2 separate regions of the Mus musculus genome follow, and region 1 is linked to region 2. Evidence: chromatin contacts called from public capture Hi-C data. All regions are on one chromosome and are shown on one strand. The core of a region is the stretch at or near the end of the contact, and the rest is flanking DNA. Distances in the headings are between cores, read along the strand shown. Region 1 overlaps Arhgap18 (Rho GTPase activating protein 18). Region 2 has its middle 120 kb from the start of Gm48893.

Region 1 (4,838 bases), core at 1,190-3,689, 220 kb before region 2:
CACCCAACCAAAGAAATAATAATACAGGTAGCTGTCACTGTGAAGGCATCCAACAGGGCACAAAAGAGATAACTGTAGCTTTGGAATTTAAAACAACCTATACTGTCCATTCCTAGCTAAGCTAGGGTCCTAACTTGACCATACAACCATGCTTGCCTCCTTCCGTGGCTTTCGGCTAGCGTCCTGACTTAACAGAATCCAGAAAAACAAAAAGCCAAAAAAGGGAGAGAGAAAGTCAGACAGACAAACAGACAGACAGACTGAACCAAACCAAAGAACACACACAGTCTGATCCTAGCCCTCCTCCAGCACATAGGTAGCAAATGTACAGCTTGGTCTTCACACATGTGTTCCTAACAACTCGAGTGGGGGCTGTCCCAAAGCTATTGCCTGTATGGGGAGATGGGATGGGGATATGGGATGGGATATGGGATGGGATATGGGATGGGATATGGGATGGGGATATGTTCTTCTACCTGGGCTGCCTTGTTTGGCTTTAGTAGGAAAGGATGGGCCTAGACTCACAAACACTTGAAGTGCTGAAGGGGACTAGATACCCAGGAGGGGATATACCTGCTCAGAGAAGGGGATGTGGGAACAGAAAAAGACTGTGGGAGAGTGTGACTAGGAGGGGGCAGTGAGCGGGATAAAATAGATAAAAATAAAAAAAAAAAAAAGAAGAAAAGAATGACATTAAAAAAAAAAAAAAGAAAAAAAAGAAAAAAGAAAAAAGGAATGTCAGAGCGACAGAGCAAACAGGTCCAGAGGAAACAAAAGCAAACCCTCCAAGACCTTCCTGATGGATTCCTGGTGTGGTCAAGTGTATAGAGTGATGGAAACATGGATTTCTGACACCTGGGATATAGGATAAAATTCTTAAGGCCTGTTACTAAAATCAACCCAAACTCAGCATAGTGTGGTATTCCAATGACAACCTGACCATGTTTTGGGGAGGACTGTGGAAGGACTTTGGAACTTTGGGCTAGAAAATCCATTCAGTATTAAGAGCTCTGTGGGATGTTGTGTAGAAGCTTGGAAGATGAGTACAAGGAAAACTATTCCAAAGGATGAGAAAAATTATCCCAGAGCATCACCTCACACACTGATGTCTGTACATACATGTGTGCTTGTGTGTGTGTGTGCTCATACACACACACACACACAGAGAGAAAACAACCTGCTCAAAGATTCTATAAGTTTATATTCTAGAACAGATATAATACTGGTCACACGTACCTGAAAAGAAGTAAAGAAACTAAATGGGACACACACACAAACCAAGTCTGACTTTTTAAAATTCATTCACGTAATATATTTTTATCAAAGAACATTCCCAAAGAAGTACATTGTCTTCAAAGGACATTCTTAGATAATACAATCTCACAGAAAGCTCTATTTCTCTCCTGCTCGTCTTTCATTTTTATGCTATACTTTGAAATAGTTTTCTCGGACTTACATACTTCAAGAAAATTATATTATTATAGTGGTTGAGATTAAACCGCAGACTTTCTACATCAAAACATAAAGCACACCTCAGTTATATCTCCACCCAGAAAAGTGTTCTTTCTCTGGACTGTGGACTAAAGGTAACAAACACAGCATTGCAATCTATTTAACTGACCAAATAAAGCCCCCCTGGAAGAAATTAAGGAAAACCAACCTGCTCTTTTCATTAGTCCCATTTCCTTAAAATTTCTGTTGTGAAATAATTTGTGCCGGGTGCTATCACATAAGTGTGTAATCACGGTACTCCAGAGGCAGAAAGAGTACAAATCTGAGATTAACCTGGGCTACAAAGTGAGACCCCGTCTAAAGGAGGAAGAGGAAAGAGAAGAAGCTATTAATTAACAAATTACCTCAAGCATAAACCAGTATGATGTCTTTCATATTTTTATTAGTGTGAATTATAGAGCAATATGATAGGTAGGAAGAGAGAAAGCCCTAATGGGTCATAAAGTCGTGAAGGATAGAGGCTGGAAATGTTAGAGGCTCTCCTACGTCACAGTACTCCATTTACCTCTAACAACCCAGTAAGGAAGAAGCACATGGTGAACATGGTAAACGAGAACACCACGAGGGAATCACAACGGATGGAAAGAAAGCTGGCCAAGAGTGCAGGGCCGCTCTCACTGGAGACTGTCACACAAACACTGAGAAACCAGCAATGATGACTACTTTCTGTCCTTGGGGTGTTGAAGATGGAAGCCAGGCCTCTGCGCATGCGCAGCAAGCAGGCCTCGACAGTGTTGAGATGAGTGCAGTAAGGCCAAGCTGTGGTGCAGCACTTGAAAACAAAGGAAGGCTGGGCAGGAAAAAAAAAAAAATCAAAAAAACAAAGCCAAGAAGAAAAAAACCACGTAGCTCAGTAACAGCCCCCTGGAGCAGGCCTGAGACACAAGTCCGGGATGACTCAGATGCCAGGAGTGACAAGCCAGCAATGGGACTGCAGGGGTCAAGGGGAAGTAGGAAAGGAAATGATGTTGTGGTGGCTTAGCAACATACACATCCTGACATATCTGTGGTTTCCCTAGCAGAAAATGCCTGCTGAGACATTCTGCATTCTGCAGCTGGGTTAAAATTTAACTGCAAGTGTAACAACAGTAGATAAGCTATAGAAACTTCAATGTTAAGATAGCATGTCTAAGAACGTGTGTGTGCGCGGAATAAAAACTAAAAATCAAGACAGAAAAACACAACCCCCAAAGGAAAAATACCAAGGTTAGCTCTGAAGTTGTGCTGTAAATGACCTGCGCTTCCTCTTCGGGCTGTTTTCAAATGTTTGATAATGAGAGTATCACCCAATACCACAGCTGAGGATGAGTGCCATGTGGTACCTTATTAGCTTCACGGAGGCGAACACACACACACACACACACACACACACACACACACACACACAGAGTCACTTACTAGCTTCACAGAGGCACACACTCAGACACACACTCCACTGGCTTCATGCTCACACTGGAGTGAGTTCGCTGAGTCTTCACAGCATTTGACACTCTTGGGGCCATCAAAGTCATGGTGCTTTGCCACTTGATGAGTCGCAATATTACTCACAGGTCAGACAGATTGACCGTACTATAGCCAAGCCACAAAGGTCATAAGGCTCTAGCTCAAAACACAAGTTATAACCTGAAGCTTGACCCCGCCCTTTCCTAGTGAAATTTCCCCTATGATCTCTGACGAGTCCTCTTAAATTACAGAAGCTATCAGCACTAAAATGTCTACCGTACTAAATATAGCTCTTCATGGTCATAAACGTGCACTGTGGACAAAGTAAGCAGGGAGCTGCTGTCTCTGCACAGGGTTCTGACCCTTCCACCTGGAGGCCGAAACAGGGTGACCTCAAGTTTAAGCCTAACCTTGTACCAAGTCAAAAGGAGTTAATAAACTCTTGTAGCCAAAACAAAACAACATACCCTGGGTGTGTTGCTTACTTTTTTTTTTTCTTTCTAATCACTGTAACAAAATATCTGAAGGAAAAACCATAAAGGGGGAGGGGTTGATGTGGGCCTGTGCTTTCAGAGAGAATTCAGTCTGTCTTGGTGGGGAACGTCTGGTGGCTCGAAGACCTTTCTCCACAGGCAAAAGTAAGCAGTAGCAGTTTTACACAAGGTGACAGAAGGATAATCGAGTCCCTATTCAAGAGGTGGTTTAGTGGTTAAGAGCACTGGCTGCTCATTTAGAGGTCCTGGGTTGGAGTCCTAACACGTGTACACACACACACACGTACACACACACACACACACACACAAAACCATATATAACTCTAGTTCCAAGGGATCCAATACGCACTCTGACCTGTGCTGAAAAGATAGCAGTAAAATTAAAAAGCAGGTTCTTGATGTAACAGTCGAACCGTGGCTATGTCCAACATCCACTAGTATGATGGCCTCGCCTCCTAACTCAGGGTGACCTCACCTCTATAACTCCCTAAAACGGTGCCCCAAGTTAGCAACCAAGTATTTACACACGTGAGCCTCTGTGGGCCAATTCAGGTTTAAATCATGGCCTAATGGGCAAGGTCACTGATATACAGAACAGAACCAGCTGTTCCTCAAGCTCAGGCTATAGACAGGGGACATAGAACGGTTAAGTGAAACTAGAGTTTGAAATTCAGCTTTACTACCCTGACCTGTCACCTTGAGTTGAGTTCCTTAGGTCTTGTGCCTTGGCTTCACAGGTCGTAAAATAAAAGCTGTGATTATGGTATTATATGGTTACAAACCTGAAGGTTCTGGAAGCTGTCAGCCCATCATTCCTCTAAAAACTACAGGCAGGTGACAGAACCATGAAGAAATTAGCATTGTCTAAAAGCGAAGGGGATTCTGGGAAAACCTCTAACAGGTGCCAGTGTAATTTAGTAGGGAACTTCCAGCCTGGCATTTTCCTGGCGCTGTGATGTTGCCATCGTTATGGTGTATGAAGCACATCTCAAACAGCGTGCACATACAGACCACTGCAGAGCACACAAGACAGTGGCAGGCAAACAGAAGTTGCTGGGTGAAGATCGGTAATTAGATACTTTCCAAAGACCAAGCAAGCACAGTCTTCTAAAATGCCCACTCAAATGTGACCCGGAACTGTACGAACTCTTAGAGATCACTTGAGAGCTTTTTCCAAACTCAGCATAGACAAGATCACTTGTTGCTTTCCAACTTCCTCTATTCCTTCACCCTTGACCGCGATGAAGATTAGTGCAGATAATTCTACAGTTCCTCAACATTACACCGTCCCAGGAGTAAGAGGTCTAGCTAGGTTTTTACTTTTTGTTCCTCCATTTTGGCCCTGTGCCACATTCTTCTCACCGCTAGAAAAGGAGGAACATTTCTGTA
Region 2 (5,081 bases), core at 1,520-4,019:
ATATTTGCTGGCCCTTTAACTTGAAAATCATCATTCTCATCTACTCCTATTATCCGTAGGTTTGGTCTTCTCATTGTGTCCTGGATTTCCTGGATGTTTTGAGTTAGGATCTTTTTGCATTTTGCATTTTCCTTTATTGTTGTGTCCATGTTCTCTATGGAATCTTCTGCACCTGAGATTCTCTCTTGCATCTCTTGTATTCTGTTGCTGATGCTCATATGTATGGTTCCTGATTTCTTTCCTAGTGTTTCTATCTCCAGAGTTGTCTTCCTTTGTGTTTTCTTTATTGTTTCTAATTCCCTTTTTAGACCCTGGATTGTTTTGTTAAATTCCATGTCCTGTTTGATATTGTTTTCCTGTAACTCTCTAAGGCATTTTTGTGTTCCCTCTTTAAAGGCTTCTAACTGTTTACCTGTGTTTTCCTGTATTTCCTTCTTAAGGTCCTCCATCATCATCATAAGAACTGACTTTAGATCCATGTCTTGCTTTTCTGGTGTGATGGTGTATCCAGAACTTGTTATGGTGGGAGAGTTTGGTTCTGATGATGGCACGTAACCTTGGTTTCTGTTGCTTCTGTTCTTATGCTTGCCTCCTGCCATATGATTATCTCAAGTATTTGCTGTCCTCAATATATCTGATTGGAGCTGGTCCTTCCTATAATCCCAGTTGATTCAGGACTCCTCAGAGTCCAGCTTTCTCTGTGATCCTTTGCTTGTGGGCTCTGGTGAACTTGACATTCTGGGTGTGTCAGAGTTCTTGGCAGTCAAATTCCTCTAAGACACTGAAACATTGGTGTGACCAAGCTCTTTTTATCCTGGGATCCTGTTGTCAAAATCCTGGGCGTGTTACAGTGTCTGGAAGTGGTGTCTCCTTTGAGGAGCATGGAGATGTCTGGTCAGTGGTCCTAAGATCATGTGGAGAGTCCTCTAGGGACCTTGGGGGTATCTGCCAACTCCGAGCACAAGGTGACCAGTTACTGGTGCCAACCAGAAGGGACTTGTGACCCTGGTCAGGCCTGGTTTTCTGCTTCCCTAATGCTGTCTCAGGTCCTGCACAGTTGGATTGGATCAGAAGTTGTGCTCCACTCACCAGAGGTCCTAAGATCACGTGGAGAGTCCTCTAGGGACCTTGAGGGTGTCCACCGACTCCGCACCCAAGTTGACCCCAACCCTACCATTCTTATGCCTATCTGGTTACAAGTTCCCACATGACCTACAACATTGTTCCCCTATCAAATTAGCAAGATATGCTTCCATTTTCAACTTACTTTGAGGGCATGAGGACCTGCTGTAGTGGGTAAAGTGTTTGCTAGACAACTGCATTCTAATCCCTGGAGTGCACAAAAAGCTGGATGCAGTAACATGTGTTTGCAATCACAGGGTCCCTACAAAAAGATGTAGACAGAGACAGGAGAATCCCTAGAACCTTGAAGGCCAGCAGGCCTGGCATATGTAGTGGCTAAAGCAATGAGAACCTGCCTTGAAAGGGAGGGCTGGAAGATGAGGACCAATCCCTTAAGAAATCATCAATACATTAGTCACATCCACAACCACCCATGTGCTGAAAGTGGCTAACATGTTATCTACAGGACTAAGATTTTAAATTACACTTCAAATCTCAGTATGTCCACTGGTCTCCATTGTGCCACGTGGAACAGAAAGCTTCCTCTGTCTGAGGAAATAACAGAATAAATTTCAAATTGATTAAGTAAACTGCCTTCCCAGCCATTGAGCTTGTTAGCTAGAATTTAAGACACACAATAACTCAGTTGTTAGGTCCTTGGAGTTACTGGTTCCTTGTGAGCCACTGATAAATTTTTTCAGTTTGTTTTTCTTTTGTGGTTTCTTTTTCAACTCCATGACTAACAACCCAACTTCTCTTATGCAAATACATGAGCAGGGGGAATTGGAGCCCATGAACCAACCATGATCTGTGTGTGGCATCATGCTGGAGTAGCTCTGTCAACAGACACTGTTAGACAGCTGACAAGATGGCCTATGAGCCGATCGTATTGGTCTAAAGCAAAGAGGGTATTCATTTTATGTAGATTATATGATACAGCATATGGTTTACCAATGTAAAGGACAGTCACAGAAGGACCTTAAACAAAGCAAGAGAGAGAACCCAGAAAAGTGTTTTTAAATGGCCAGAAATACAGGGCCATGTTTGGGATATTGCTTTTATTAGACTGTTGTAAAACAAACATCAGGACAACATGCCGGGTATCAGCTTCCCTCGCAACAAGGATGATTGTCCTAGTTCCGAAAGCTAGATTACCTCGGCAAGTGAGAAAACGAAATGCGTCTCCCTATTTTCAGCCACTGAATAGCAGTTGTCAGTACATTTCAGACTTCAATGTTGTGTTTCTCTCCCTCAACATTTAAAAAGGTCTAAGACACTTTTGGAAGGAAGTTGTGTTAGTACATGCCTAGGAGTAGAATCAAGAGGAATTAGGAGTTTGAGGTCAAACTAGGCTCAATTTTTTCTTGGATCTTTCCAAATTAAAAAAAAAAAAAAGAAAAGTTCAGTCTCCACGTTGTACCATATTAAAGGTGAATTAGAAACAAATTTTACTATCAATTTAACAGCCACTGTGGACATTTTGAAAAACAACAGCATGAGAGATGAAATGAAAGCCATCCAGAGGCTCACAACTCAGAGAGCAGAACAAGGCTCCTTACTCAAACAAACCTCAGCTACATTGCTCCACACAGCCCTAGGGCTCTTCTCAAATCCTGGAGCTTCCAGAGATGAGAAGGGGGAACTCCTGTTGCTTCCCTTAATTGAGCACCTACAAAAAGGGAACCTCAGTAAGGCATAGAGTTCTCTGGTATTTAGATACCAGTGCGGCAGATGTTTCCTTCTGTTAAATAGTTTTCAACTTCCAAATGAAGGAAAGAGAAACGAAAGCATTTTGACTGTGTTTTAACAAATTCTACTTAAGCCTGCAGTGAAATTTGTCATATTTAAGCCCTGCTTAGAATTATAATAAGTACGTGTTTATTTACAAGCACAAAACTACTCTCACAATCTGGTTGGGTTTTTGTTTTGTTTTGTTTTGTTTTGTTTTGTTTTGTTTTGTTTTAATGTGGTCAGCTCTTCCCCTATGTCTGATGACACTTTTACAAGGACCTTGAGTTTGTCAGGTTTATTCTCGGATATCCTGAAGTCAAGATCATCCCGAGTGACATCCTGAAGTCAAGATCAGTCATCTCCACAAGCTGAGAAATAGATCTCTCCAGAAAATTATGTGAAAACAGGATGTGGGTGTCAAGGGTCAAGAACTTGGAGCATCTCTCATTGTATCCACAATACTGGGCCTTCTGAGTTCTTGTATTTTATTCCTGTGTGGATAGTGAAGCCTGCTCCACTTTGTAGCTTTGGAACAAAATTCCTTCCATCAGTGAAAACTGCATTGTTTTTTAATGCTCATAAACAAAGACTCTGGTATAGTTTTCAATAATAGTATTGTTTAACTTTCTAAAGACCAGCTCAAAGGAAAGAATTTTAGAAATCAACAGACAGCTATCAAGACATAGATTAACATTAGTTTACGAACACATCTCATGGTAGGCTCACTCTCAAAATCTGCTTTCTTCCCCAATGTGTGTTTGTTTCTCACTTTAAATGCTTAAAATTTAACAACAGCCTTTGTAAAAACAATGACAACAGATAAAGTCCAATGTTTATGTGAAATTGTAACGCATTTATTATTCAATGGCAGAAAATAGAGACAGATTTTTTCGAAGAACTTAAGTACTTTCCCTAATGTCTCACAAAAACAAGACCATTCTAGAATAACACAAAGCTATTATTATCATGCATGCAGTTGTATGTGGATATAAAATACTATTCCAATGGAGTCCATATTTAAATTTCGCCAATTGTCCATAATTTGAGCATTCTAGTGTTGGTCAAAGTCTCAAAATGCACATTTGTTTGCCATTTCTTTGGATGTCATACACTGAACGTTTGTGATGGACTCCTTGTGGTTAGATTCTTTGGGAAGACTCACCTAGGAGATGGGGTATCAATGAGTGGTTTTCTTCAGATGATTAGCTCAGGGAAACATGAGGGTAGAGACCCACCATAAATGTAGGTGGCTGAGGGCCCAGATGCCAGAGAGCTAGCTAATCCAGAATTCCTGTCTCTGCTTCCTGGATTGCCAGGCTGTGGACTGAGCTCTCCCTGTGCCTTCTCTGTCAGGCTGAACATTCATAAACCAAGCAAGTTTCCCTCTCCTGCCCATTGTTTCCAGGGGCACAAAGGTGTGAGTACCAGAACACACATAACAGTAGCTCACCTCATTATTAGCCGTGGTTGGTTTGATCGTTTGATAGGGGCAATTTCTGCCAGATCTTCCTGTCTTAATACCCCTTGTTTATCCTTTTTGAGTAAGTAATTGCTGAGGTGGACTTTTCTCAAAAGTATCACCTAGTGATCTTATCAACCATTTGAACACCTTGTGGGCATCAGTTGTTTTCGCAGGTGTTGAAAACTGAAAATATTTCAGTTTTTCCCCACAGTTTGTAGGTGTTCATCCACGCAAAGGCTTTTTTTACATGGGTGTTAAGTTGCATGTTTATTATTTATTTATGTTACCCTATACATTTTCTTTTCTTTACCTCACAATCAACCTATCAATATTGTCATTCTTAAAGCTACAGTAAATTTTATGGTAAAATGTATGTCTTGCCTATGGGAGGCCTGGGTTTCATCTTCAACACCATGAGAGATGGGGGAGGGGAAGGAGAAGAAGACGAAGAGGAGGAAGAGGAAGGAGAAGGAGAAGGAGAAGAAGAAAAAGAAGAAGAAGAAGAAGAAGAAGAAGAAGAAGAAGAAGAAGAAGAAGAAGAAGAAGAAGAAGAAGAAGAAGAAGAAAAGGAGGAGGAGGAGGAGGAGGAGGAGGAGGAGGAGGAGGAGGAGGAGGAGGAGCACCACACTCCTTATTGATTTACTCTATCCTAAATATGACAAGTCTGCAATCTGTATTGTTTTACACATGGTCCATCATTTCCTAACTCCACGTCACTTGGTTCCAGCAAGATACTTTTTACATATCCCCATGGCATCTTCACTTG

What was found. Capture Hi-C pulls out chosen DNA fragments and counts their contacts.
Region 1: a capture Hi-C map of bone marrow-derived macrophages shows a contact between it and region 2, with 5 times the contacts expected there. The contact joins two enhancer-like sites. A contact is called at or near these places in 1 of 115 datasets of contacts at active chromatin or transcription factors (bone marrow-derived macrophages) and 1 of 9 other capture datasets (bone marrow-derived macrophages).

Annotation. Positions count from the first base shown.
Region 1 is chr10:26,797,347-26,802,184 of GRCm38.p6, reverse strand. All of the region lies in intron 1 of Arhgap18 (Rho GTPase activating protein 18), which reads right to left. Among named protein-coding and RNA genes, the nearest start is that of Arhgap18, 27 kb to the right of the region's middle. Within about 2 kb of position 2,439, at least 226 of the 459 cell types and tissues checked have an H3K27ac peak or open chromatin away from gene starts, as enhancers often do. A contact at or near this core is called in bone marrow-derived macrophages, where this site is marked.
Region 2 is chr10:26,574,074-26,579,154 of GRCm38.p6, reverse strand. No RefSeq gene overlaps it. Among named protein-coding and RNA genes, the nearest start is that of Gm48893, 120 kb to the left of the region's middle. Within about 2 kb of position 2,769, at least 45 of the 459 cell types and tissues checked have an H3K27ac peak or open chromatin away from gene starts, as enhancers often do. A contact at or near this core is called in bone marrow-derived macrophages, where this site is marked.